Linked DNA regions of Sus scrofa: region 2 is linked to region 1. The links are chromatin contacts, called in public HiChIP or PLAC-seq maps. All regions are on one chromosome and are shown on one strand. Each heading gives the region's core, a stretch centred on a gene start, on an enhancer-like site or on the middle of the called end of the contact. The rest is flanking DNA. Distances are from core to core; before and after follow the strand shown. Region 1 holds the start of NPC1 (NPC intracellular cholesterol transporter 1). Region 2 holds the start of CABYR (calcium binding tyrosine phosphorylation regulated).

Region 1 (5,470 bases), core at 2,718-5,217:
CACTGAGGCCAGGGATCAAACCCACGTCCTCATGGATACTAGTCACGTTTGTAATCTGCTGAACCACAATGGGAATTCTCAGGTTAATTTTCTTAATAAATAGCTTAAATAAATCAATATAAAAAAACTGATAGAAAATGAACACAGAAAGAAATAAAATCACTTATAGATGGATGAAAAATTCTGGCTCTCATAATTAATGAAACACAAATTAAAGCATCATAGTATTTTTTAAAATAAGAAATAAAATAATTAAAATCACAGATGTCATTCTTCACCTATCAGAATGGCAAAGATAAGTGTTGGCAAGGAGATAGAATCAGGTATTTCCAAGTGCTGTTAGCAAAGATATAAACTGCAGTCTCTTTGGAGGGCAATTTGGTAATAATCAAAACTAAAGTAAATACTCCCTTTGATTCAGCAGTATACAATTTTTGAAACAGCTCCATCTGTAGATGTTAGTAAAGATTTAGGTGCAGGAATGTCCATTACATTGTTTCCGGTAACAAAAGTAACAAACCAAGCATCCAACAGGAGACTGATTAAATAAAATATGCAATGGATTGAAAACTATTAACAGATTATTTCTAGCCTTCTCCTTCCATTTGCTAGGTTAAAAAAAAATTGTTTTGGGTCCATGTTCTCATCTCTCTCCCTAAGGAAAATGTTCAATAGCTTTTAGAATTTTCTCATGCAGTATCTGGAAGAAAGCAGAGGGCACAGAAAGATGCAAAGCTTTGTGGAATCCAGACCAGCTCAGGCATTGAGGAAGTATAAGAAAATGAAAGGTGAATGTATGTAATGTTACTGGAGATAGACAACCCCTTCACATGTAGAAATGCATTTGAGGCTGGAGTTATTTTGAAATACTTTTTGGTTGAGGAACTCTACTTCACTAACTTGGGCACTGCTCTGAGACTAAGCCTACATTGCTGGCTTCAGAGATGTCATATAGGAGTTCCCATCGTGGTGCAGTGGAAACGAATTCCACTAGGAACCATGAGGTTGCAGGTTCGATCCCTGGCCTCACTCAGTGGGTTAAGTTTCTGGCGTTGCCTTGAGAGGTGGTGTAGGTCACAGACTCAGGTCAGATCCCACTTGGCTGTGGCTGTGGTGTAGGCTGGCAGCTGTAGCTCAGATTTGACCCCTAGCCTGGAAACCTCCACATGCCACTATTTCGGCCCTAAAAAGCAAAAAACAAAGAAAGAAATGTCAATTACTCACAATGGAATCCCATAAAGCTTGTAAAGATAGGGAGGTGGAAAAGCATATTGCTAAATGTAAAAAAGCAAGCTGCAAACCGTATACCACCATATGTTCCCTCTTGTTTAAAAAGCCCATAAATTATATTCACATACGTGTTTTCAAATGCATAGAAGTTTTCTGGAGGCTGTTTCTGCAAATTTATAAAGATGCATCATCTCATAATTTCATAGACCCTTTCGTTTTTTGTCCTTTATTTTTATGCAATCATTGCTGAATGGTGTTTACAGTGAAAGTGGAATAGAGCATTACTTTAAAAGTCTCTTAGAATCTGAACAACATGTCAGATGAAATACAAATGCACAATGTAAAAACAAGTTTTATTTGGGGAACTCACTGAGGACCATAGTCCAAGAGGCAGCCTCTGAGAGATATGAGGAAATCTTCTGAAGAAATGATGGAAGAGCCAGGGTGTATATGAAATTTTTTCAATAGGTAAAAATATGTTGTCAGGCATAAAAAGATTACCACTAATCACAAAGAACAGGCATCTCAAGTTAATGATTGCATTACTTTTCTAAGTTTGGGAAGATGAAAGAATCTGGAGTCTTTGGAAATTTTCCTTAGATATGCATCTTAACTACCTAGTGGCCAGTATATCTTATGCACAGAAAGCTTTGTCTTTTTTTCCATCCTGAATTCCCCTCAGGGTTCGTACAGTAGCAACTGCAGTGGCTAATGGCTTAATCCTTGTAGAAGTAGATTATGAGCAACTTTTTTTCCTTTACACACCTTAAAACAATTTTCAGAGAGGGAGAAAATGCACCACTATGATTATCCATAATGGAGGATCATAAATGATATTTTCTTGTAAATTGTAAACTTTTGTGTATTTTTCAAAGTTTCTATTACTATTCAAAGTAATTTGTAAGCATGGATTACTTTATCAACAACAAAAAAATCTTTTAAATATATGATCATTTATTTTTCAAATATATGCTAGGCTTTTGGGTACTGTTGAAGCTGTACAAAAAACAAAAGCAGAAAAAAAAATATGTCTAAAAAATCTTTTTGTTATTATTTTGGAGAATAGTGGACATAATTTGTCCAGTATCAAAATTTCTGCCCATCCCAGAAATATCTCATACGGTGCTTTGAAGTTTCCTTCACTCAGGAGGGCTGGTTAAACCACAAAGAACTGGCTTCACTTCCTAGAGTTTCTGATTCAGAGCATCCAGGGTGGAGCCCATAACTTGAATTTCTAACAGATCCCCAGGTGGTGCTGCTGCCAATGGTTCAGTAATAGCATTTTTTTTTGGCGGCCCCTGGGGCCAGGAATGGAAACCATGCCACAGAAGGGACCCTAGCCCATGCAGTGACAATGCCGGATCCTTAACCTGCTGAGTCACAAGGGAACTCCTCAGTAACAATATTTTCAGTACCTCTGCAGGAAGCCTGATACTTGATCATCAGGGCGAGCACTAAGAGCCTGAGAGCAAGCAGTGCATGAGGCTAGGAGGTCATCATGGAAGATCTAGGGCTGATGGTCCAGAGGAGATTCCTATAGTTTCAATACCCAGCCAGTTACGTGGACTTTTCAGAGCAGGCAGAGGCGGTCGGGAGGCAAGTCAGTGACTGAATCAGCCACTTTGTAGAGTAGGAATGAGAACATCAGCTGTATCGTGGTCCTAACTCAATTGGAGTTGATCATTGCTACAGATGGATAGTCAACCTTTTCATTGTAAATTGGCTTCTACTGTGGGAAGAAGAAATTCTTTCCTCCATTTCCTTAACTACAAAATCGAAATGACTTATGCTTTTGAGTGCTCTTAATAATTGAAACCTGAGGAGAAATGTTACCAGAAATGAATATAATAATAATAGGTATTAAAACCAAAAAAGATTATCTCAACCAAGTGTAAGACTCAAAACCCAAGATGCTTCTTTTTTTTTACTTTCGTGATAGTTCACCTAGAACCTAAAGGACTCTAGTCCCACCCACCAGGGGTGATTTGGGGGTGGAGGGGGCTCTTGTTCCGGCCGCCGGTTCTCTGTCACGCTCGGTTCCCCCAGCAGATGGTGCAGTTCTAGCGCTTTTACAAAATGGGCTGAGCAGATAGAAAACAGAGATTGGGTAGCTCAGAGGCATCGCCCACTGCCACGCTCCGCCCATCGAACTGTCAGATCACAACACTGTCAGGCCACTACGTGGCACCGCCCCCAGCTTTGCTAGAAGTGTCCAGACACGGGTTTCCTTTTGGGTGACTGGGTTTGGAAGAAAAGCTTGCTCCGGGTGCTAACTGGGGACGAAGTAAACACATATTCCTCTGAGAAGTGGGGTCTCCATTGAGAAAACGGTCCCCAAGCATTCCCATTTACTAAAACCTTCTCGTCCACAGTCTCCAATCCAGGAAAGACAAAAAGGGGAGAAATGAGTTGAAGCATCAAACCCACACATCGATGGGACAACTCAGAAATATCCTTTTCAGGCCGGATTCCAAAGGTTCAGCGGCTCAAGTCGGGGCGTCCCCAACCCCTTGACGTGCCCCCAGGCGCAGCAGGGCGGAGAAGCGCAGAGCCGGCACTTGGGAGGGTGCCGTGGCCTCACGAGGTCGGGTCCCGCTTAGCCCCGCCCCTGTCCCGCCCAAGACGAGTCCAGGGCGTCCCGGCAGTGGCTCCACCCAGAAGTGGGAGGGGCCGACGACGCCTTCCTTCCTGACCTGCGCGCGCAGCCAGCCGGCTCTGGTGTCTGTTCCCTCCCTCAGCCGGCGCGGCAGCCTGAGACGTCTCGGGACGCTGAACCGGACTGCCAGCTGAACCTCGGACGTCCGCCGCCCGGCGTCGCGGCAGCATGAGCGCGCGCGGCCCGGCCTTCGGCCTCCTCCTGCTGCTGCTCTGCCCTGTGCAGGTGAGCGGATGTCCGCGACCTGGGCGGGCTCTGGGGGATGTAGTGGGGCCGCGAATCGGGGAGGGTGGCGGGCTGTGCTGCGGCTTAGACGCCTCCGGTCCCAGAGGGGACCAGCCGCTGGGCGGCTGAAGAAGTTGGTCTAGCGGTGGAGCTCCTGGAGATGCCCCCCGCCCACCTCTCCCGTGCCTTCTGTCCACGCACATTTCCCTGTGGTCTGGAAGATGGCTACTGAAAGCTGCCTGTTTGACCTGTCTTGAACCCATTCCACCTGTGGTCACCTAATTTATGGGTTTAGGATGTGGAATCAGAGGGAAGGAGGAAAGTGGGTAGAGAGGGTAGGGTTCTTATTTAGTCTGCCTTTTTCCTCCTCTTAATTCTGCCACATGCACACGAATTCTTTATAAATTTATTTAGAAGATCTGACCACTTTATGTTTCTTTTTCTCCTTCCCTAAAGCTGAGGGTGGGAGAGGAGGTAAAGGAAACTATCCATTTAGGCACCAAATTGGAGCAGACCTAAGTACTTTATGTATGTCAGTGTGATCTTCTAAAGAGCGCAAGTGACTTCTTATCCGCTCCCTTTACGTCTTGAGAAACAGGCTCACAGGTGTAGTGGCCATTGAATTTCGTCTTGTCACATTACTAGCTCTGGAGAGAATGGGGCCTGGAGCTCCGAGTCCTGACTCCCTGGGTCGGCTTTCCTTTGGTTTAATAGCCTTGGGCCTCAGCCCTTGCTGCTGTTTGTGTCTAGAGTGTTCTCTTTTAAAACTGTGGAAGTCAGGGGGAATGTCTAAGGATGTAGTGCTGATTAAACCAGATCCAGATGAAGGAATGAGCCTCTGGAATCCCCTGCCCTGGTGCCCACTCATGGGTGTGTCAGTGATGAGGGGTTAGTGAGTCATAGGGGAAAGCAAACGAAGGGGTTTCCTGTACTAGAAAAACCTCTCCTTGGACTTCTGCATCCTTCTCAGAAGGAGACAGGTGGTGCTGACCCAGGAGAGGCCTCCTGGCTGTGCCTGCGGTGGGGGGCTCACCCTTCTGGTGCCTGGATGTGATGGGAGGCGGAGGAAAGCAAGTTTCAGGCAGGTGGTTTGGAATGGGGTCAGCTGGTAGACCACCTGCTGGCTCTTGGGCTTTGCACACTTTATTCTTTCAAGTCTAATGTTTTCCGAAGATAAATAATACCTCACATGACTAGTAATGTGATATGTGGAGAGACCTCATCACTGTAGTAAAAACTCAGGAAATAGTAGCAGTTAGTTGCTTTGAAAATAGAGTGATTCAGTTTCCCTTGAGTTTTAGGTCAGGGTCTAATAGGCAGGCTTTGCATTGCTAAGTAGCTTTTATCTCGGAAATCCTT
Region 2 (5,983 bases), core at 3,208-5,707, 520 kb before region 1:
TGGATACTATACTAGTCAGGTTCATTTCCACTGAGCCACAGTGGGAACTCCGAAATGCTGACTCTTCCTATTCTTAACCTTGCTTTTTGTCTGAGTGTTTCTTTCACTGTAGATCCAAACGCTCATGATTTTTACATTTTCCTAGGTCTTACCCCTGATCTCTCCCTAGTTTGTCTGTGTTACCACTTCATATCACCAAAGTGGCTGAGAATCAAAGTGATCCTACATTTCCTTTCTCTATGGTCATTCCAAAACACTGGTCAGCAGTGTAGCATTATTTAGCTATTTCTCACAATCACTGTAAGTCACCATTTTCTCCACAAAATTCTTCCTAAAGTTTTTTCTTACCATTCTTTTAGATATGTGTGCCTGTCCTTGGGAGTTAATCAATATATCCTGTTTTTCTTATATTGATCTTCCCAGATTTTCATCATGTGAACTTTGCCATTTCCATTTTTCCCCCCGACTCCTTCAGCTCAGTTTCATGCTTCATGTTCACATAAGAGACATTTACACATATATACATAAAACACAACTTTTTTAAAAGCATATATACAGCCTTAGGTCACAGAGGCAGGCCAGAGACCACCTGCAATGAAAAACCTCGCTCTTCACTACATAGAGACACACTTGGAACAGAAACATTGATCTCCTGTCCTCTAAGCTGGACTGCAGTTAAACTATCATGGGGAGAAAAAAAGGGTGATTGACCTTTTCTCTTAAAATAATCTTCCAAGAAGACTGTTGATACAGCTCTCCTAAGTAATGCATCTCATAATACTCAAATTATTGAGTCTTTATTACCACAAAATTCAGGATATATTGGAAAGGGTTTGAATAGTAGTTTATACACACTGTTCTAGGTCTTATTTTATGAAATCGTTTGCAAAAGGCATGTTTCCTATTTTTTGTCTTTTTTAAGATTTTGAATCCTCCAAAATGTCAGTTCTCAGATTAAAAAAAAAAAAAAACTGATTCAATAATAAAGCATCAATGTGATTACTTAAACATCAGTACAAATTATTTAAGCAGAAATTATATGAGATCACTCAAGTTTGAACTTATGCTAGGAATGATGCAATAATTTATAATTAGATCTTTATTAAACTATTACTATATATTATTTTTATTAAACTATGGTACTTACCTTTAGTCTGATGAAATTGTTTAACCAGATCTTTTATATCCAGAGAATTATTTCCTGAAGAAATAAATACAGGAAATCAGATACATAAAATTGCCAATTTAAAAAGCTTTCTTTTTCAAAGTAACAAATATATTATCTAAAACAATAACAAACCTTCTCTAAATACAATAAGTTCTTTGAAATAAACTGCTGCAAACTGGGTGATGTTTGGTGGATTGGTTTTGAGAATGGCTCTGCTAACTCCCTCAAGCAGAGTCTTGAGGCCATAAGGTATGACAAGTCTGGGCTTTGAAGAAATCATTCTAGCAAGATGTTTGTAATCTCAACTGTAAAAAAAAAAAAAGTCTTATAAATAGTATATTCATTTTTCATTAACAATTTTATGAACTAACTATAGTTTTTAAGAACAAATCCATCTTCCATTAAAATTACTAGCTTTAGTTCTAATCTCTAGGTATTTATTCTAGTAAAATTGGCTAATTTTTTTTTTTTTTTTTTTTTAGGGCCTCACCCATGGCACATGGTGGTTCCCAGGCTAGGGGTCAAATTAGAGCTATAGCTGTCAGCCTACACCACAGCCACAGCAATGCCAGATCCTTAACCCACTGGGCAAGGCAAGGGATCAAATCTTCGTCCTCATGAATACTAGTCAGATTCGTAAAATGCTGAGCCACGACGGGAACTCCAAATTGGCCAATTTTTAATGGTAGCTAAAAAAAGAACCATACTACCAACAACTTATCATGTACAGATGAGCAATCTAGTACTACTAAATAAGTCTGTATCAGGAGCTCCAGAATGGTACTAAAAGCAAAGAACACCAACCAAACAAAACCTGTTTCTATAAAATTTAGTAAACATTCTGTGCAGGAAAAATCAAAGATAAATTAAGCTCATTTATCTATGTCTCAGAAACATCTTTCCAAACCACATGGCAACCAGCTTTTCTGTACATTCTAATAGAGTACAAAGTAGAATTTCTCCCCCAAAAATCTTTTTTTCTCTTTTCCAAACATATCCCCAGACACAGCGATCATCTTTAAGTGTACATATTTTAGCGTAAAATTTGGGGGAGGCCTCACCTGCCGCATGCAGAAATTCCCAGGCCTGGGGTCAAACCTGTGACACAGCAGCAACAACACTGGATTCCTAACCTGCTGTGCCACCAAGGGACTCCTAGTTTTAAATTTAATTTTGTTTTTAACATTAAGCAGAGTAGTTACTCGTGGTATTGTACTACCTACCACCATATGTACCTCTTTTCTCAGATCATCCCTAAACCTCTGCTTTAGTTTTTCCTCCCCCTCTTTTGCCTTCCTGGATGTTAAGTAGTAACATGGGTATTGCATAGTCTTACTTGTAATTCTGAGTTGCAGATGTTGTCACCCTAAACTGTGTCAGTGTATTCTTTTTCATTCTAAAAAATTATTTAAGGTGGTTTATAAATACACATAAGAACAAAATTAAATATTAAGGCTATCTGTTCAGTAGTTGAGAGGAAAATTATTGTAGGAAAAATAGGATGAAACCAGAGGTAAGGTTAGTATCCCAAATACGAGCCGTAGGTCTTACACTAGAGATTGAGTGTCAGATCAGCTTCCTGAGTTACCAAGTGGCCATCAAATAGAAAACAGTTGGTTAAATGATTCAGGTTTCTTTCTTTCTTTCTTTCTTTTTTTTTTTTTTTTTTTGTGGCTGCACTCATGGCATGTGGAAGTTTCCAGGCCAGGGAGATCGAACCCCTGCCATAGCAGCAACCCAAGCTGCTGCAGTGACAATGCCAGATCCTTATCCAGATGCACAAGAGAGCTCCAATTCAGGTTTCTTGAGATAAAAAACAAATCAGTTGCTTGGGAGAATCACAGATATTCTGGGTACTAAGACCCAGGAGAAATTTCTCCTCTGGGTCTTCATAAAGAGGAGAATAGTGTGGTATAATGAACCACGTCCTCAACAATATCTCTGTAGTAAAGAGAGTAATGAGTTTCATGGGGCTAAATGGCACAGTTTAGTTACAGCAATTATACAAGGGACAAACCTCTAAGAAAGAGTAACTAATGTGTCACAGCAAAATGTTGAATATTTAAAAGCATATTTCATCTTCCCAAAGATCAGGGGGAAAAAATGATCAATATTAGCCAAAGCAAAACCTTTGAGAATATAATTAAGGGTATCTTATTCAATCTAATGAAAACTTACTATCAGAGTATCATTTAATGGGAGCTTTACTGAATTAAACCATCTTTAAAAAACCTGTAGTGCAGCTCTGGCAGGACCATATGCTAAACGTTAAGGGACATAGGTGGTAATTAAATGGATGATGCACATACATTTCATTTACATTTATACACACACACATATATATTTTTAAATTACATCCTTGCACCCAGTGTGAGTTGATAGGTCATGTTTTGAAAGTGGCTTACCAGTAACCATGATGGAGCTAACAAAACACACTCTCTGTAGTCAGTCAGCAGTTGGTGCTGCCAATCTTGGGGAGAGCACCCACTCAATGATCCTAAATATGCTGCACTCCCACCCCTTCCCAGATGTTGTGAATGTTCGGGGCTGTTAAGCGCCCTAGGATCAGGGATGCTGAGCATCCTACAAAGCAGTCCCGTACAAAGAACTGTCCTGAAGAAGATGAGAAATACTCTAACACCAATTGTAAGTAATCAAAGGGTAAAGGCACAAATACAGACGCTTACACCTTACTTATTCTCCTCAAACTTCACCTTTAAGCAATGTTTGTCAAAAACAAATTTTACAATCTCCACCCTCCACATCAAAATGAGAACTTCCGCTAACCCATAACATAGGGGGAACGCCTGAGCAGGAAAACGGTGCCTTTGGCTGAGGATGCAAGAGTGGTAGCTTCGGAATCACAGAAAATGAAAATGGTACCCACTACTGACTCCCTAAAGACCTAGGCTGGGGTCTGTGATGGTTTTGCCGTTTGGGTGGCTTAATGGAGAGGGCGGTAAGACGTGGGACAGCGGGCGTCCGGATTCCACGTCGCCTAGTTCAGCGGTGGCGGTGGCTGACCTGCCGGCCCGGACCCCGAGTCCACCACACGGGTACTGGCCTGCTGGTGCCTCACTGGCTGGTGTGGGCCCTCCTCAGCCCGCAGGCCTTCCACTCCGGAGCCCTACGCTGTCCCGACACTTGAGGAACCGCCCGCAAACCCCACCGCGAGAGACACCGCGAACTCCTAACTGCCGCTGGGAAGCGGGGAGAAAGGCAGGTGCCTTTGAGCCAGACTCGCCGCACCTTCTCCTTTCCGGCTACGCTCTAATGAGCTTCCTCGCAGCCCCCTTGCCGGCGGCTCCTGTAGGAGTCCGCGCTCCCGCAGGGTCTTATATACCCCTGGAGACGTCAGGCCTACGTCACAAAGTCCCGCCCTCGTGCTTGAAGGCCCGGACAGCAGCGGAAGGGGTGGGGGTGGGGGTGGGCTCAACGGTCTCAGCCAATGGTGAGCCGAAAAGGACAAAGGCCGGAACTCCGAGGAACCGGGAGGCGTTCTTCCCCTTTTCCAATAGAATACAAAATGACGTGGTAAACTGGCATTTACAAACGGCCAGGAGTCAGGGTTGGTCAAGGAGACGGCGCCTCTGCTTTGGATCTCTCAATCTAAAGTAAGAGCTGGCTTGGAAGGAAATAGGTTTACAGTAATTCTATCTTGCTGCCACCTCTCCTTTTCACACTACTCTTCTTCCAATAATCTGTTGTTCTCCAGTCACCCTAGAGGAGTATTTCTGCCACGATGTACATAAAACTGACACAAAGATATTATACAACACAGCGCTTTTCCTCTTGAGAAACTCGTCTATCAAAAGAGAACTTGGCATTGATCCTGAGGTTTCTCTCCATAATTCCGAATCTTGCAATACACCAGGCACAAGTACCTCCCTAAACCAGACTGTCAGCAGCAGGTTACAAGAGGACGATGTAACTTCAGTTCCGTTTTGCCAAAATAGAGGAATGCCAACTCATTTAAAATATATCCCCTCTCTGCTTTTATGCCCATCCAGGTTCTTATTTGCGTTGGGCATTAAATAACATCACAGTCACAATTATGAGATTCCAAGCAGCCTTCATTGTAACCCATTTTCTCATGTTTAAAAAGCAACAAAAATCAGTCTAAGTCAACCGCTAAAAACTGACAAAGCCGTTTTTTTCTTCCTGTAGAAAAAATTAAGACTTCCAGCACACTTGGCAGTAAGTGGCAGTGCTAAGGCCCCAGCCTACATCTGTATGTGGCACACAGCACCTTCTGAGAATAGTAATTCGTCATTATTGAGTGCTTTTTATCAAGCCCGCTTTCCCATAAAGATTACCTTTGAAAAGTAGAAATGCTCTTTTAGACTTTGTGATAGAGCTGCAGATGGTACATTTTTGGGGGTCCTTATTTCTCCCAGCCCCACTTTGCTAGTGTAAATAAAAGAGAAATGAGGTTGTCATGATTTTTGGTGGTTTGGTTTATACTTAAAGTGTAGAGAAACAGATATTAAGAAGCCCAAGTACAAACCTTAGAGGCCCCACTGATGGTGACTTTTGGAATGAGAGACGGGTACGCTTGTGTCGCCTAACCAACCTTCTTGGGTCTTGAACACCAAATTATGTTTGGTACTGTGCTGAATTATCTGTAACTTAGAAGGCAAACTTATACTCCTTCCACATTTCTGCAATGACTGTTTTGTCCAAGTCCCTATGAAATGCAAATTGTTATACTGAAAACATTTTAACAACAAAATTTTTCAAACCATTATTTGCTGCTTTGATTTCTACAACTCATGATTTGAAGTGGTTTTTACAATCTTCCGGTCCTTGTGTTCC

The links. HiChIP or PLAC-seq counts read pairs in DNA pulled down with a chosen protein or histone mark.
Region 2: an H3K27ac HiChIP or PLAC-seq map of alveolar macrophages shows a contact between it and region 1. The contact joins the promoter of CABYR here to the promoter of NPC1 in region 1. A contact is called at or near these places in 2 of 47 Hi-C or Micro-C datasets (blood and heart right ventricle) and 2 of 2 datasets of contacts at active chromatin or transcription factors (alveolar macrophages and skeletal muscle).

Annotation. Positions count from the first base shown.
Region 1 is chr6:108,448,983-108,454,452 of Sscrofa11.1, reverse strand. It overlaps NPC1 (NPC intracellular cholesterol transporter 1), which reads left to right and starts at 3,967. Exons shown (of 26, transcript NM_214322.1): 1 at 3,967-4,111. The coding sequence starts at 4,055.
Region 2 is chr6:108,969,814-108,975,796 of Sscrofa11.1, reverse strand. CABYR (calcium binding tyrosine phosphorylation regulated) reads right to left here and starts at 4,457. Exons shown (of 6, transcript NM_001348767.1): 1 at 4,418-4,457; 2 at 1,301-1,473; 3 at 1,148-1,201. The coding sequence starts at 1,448.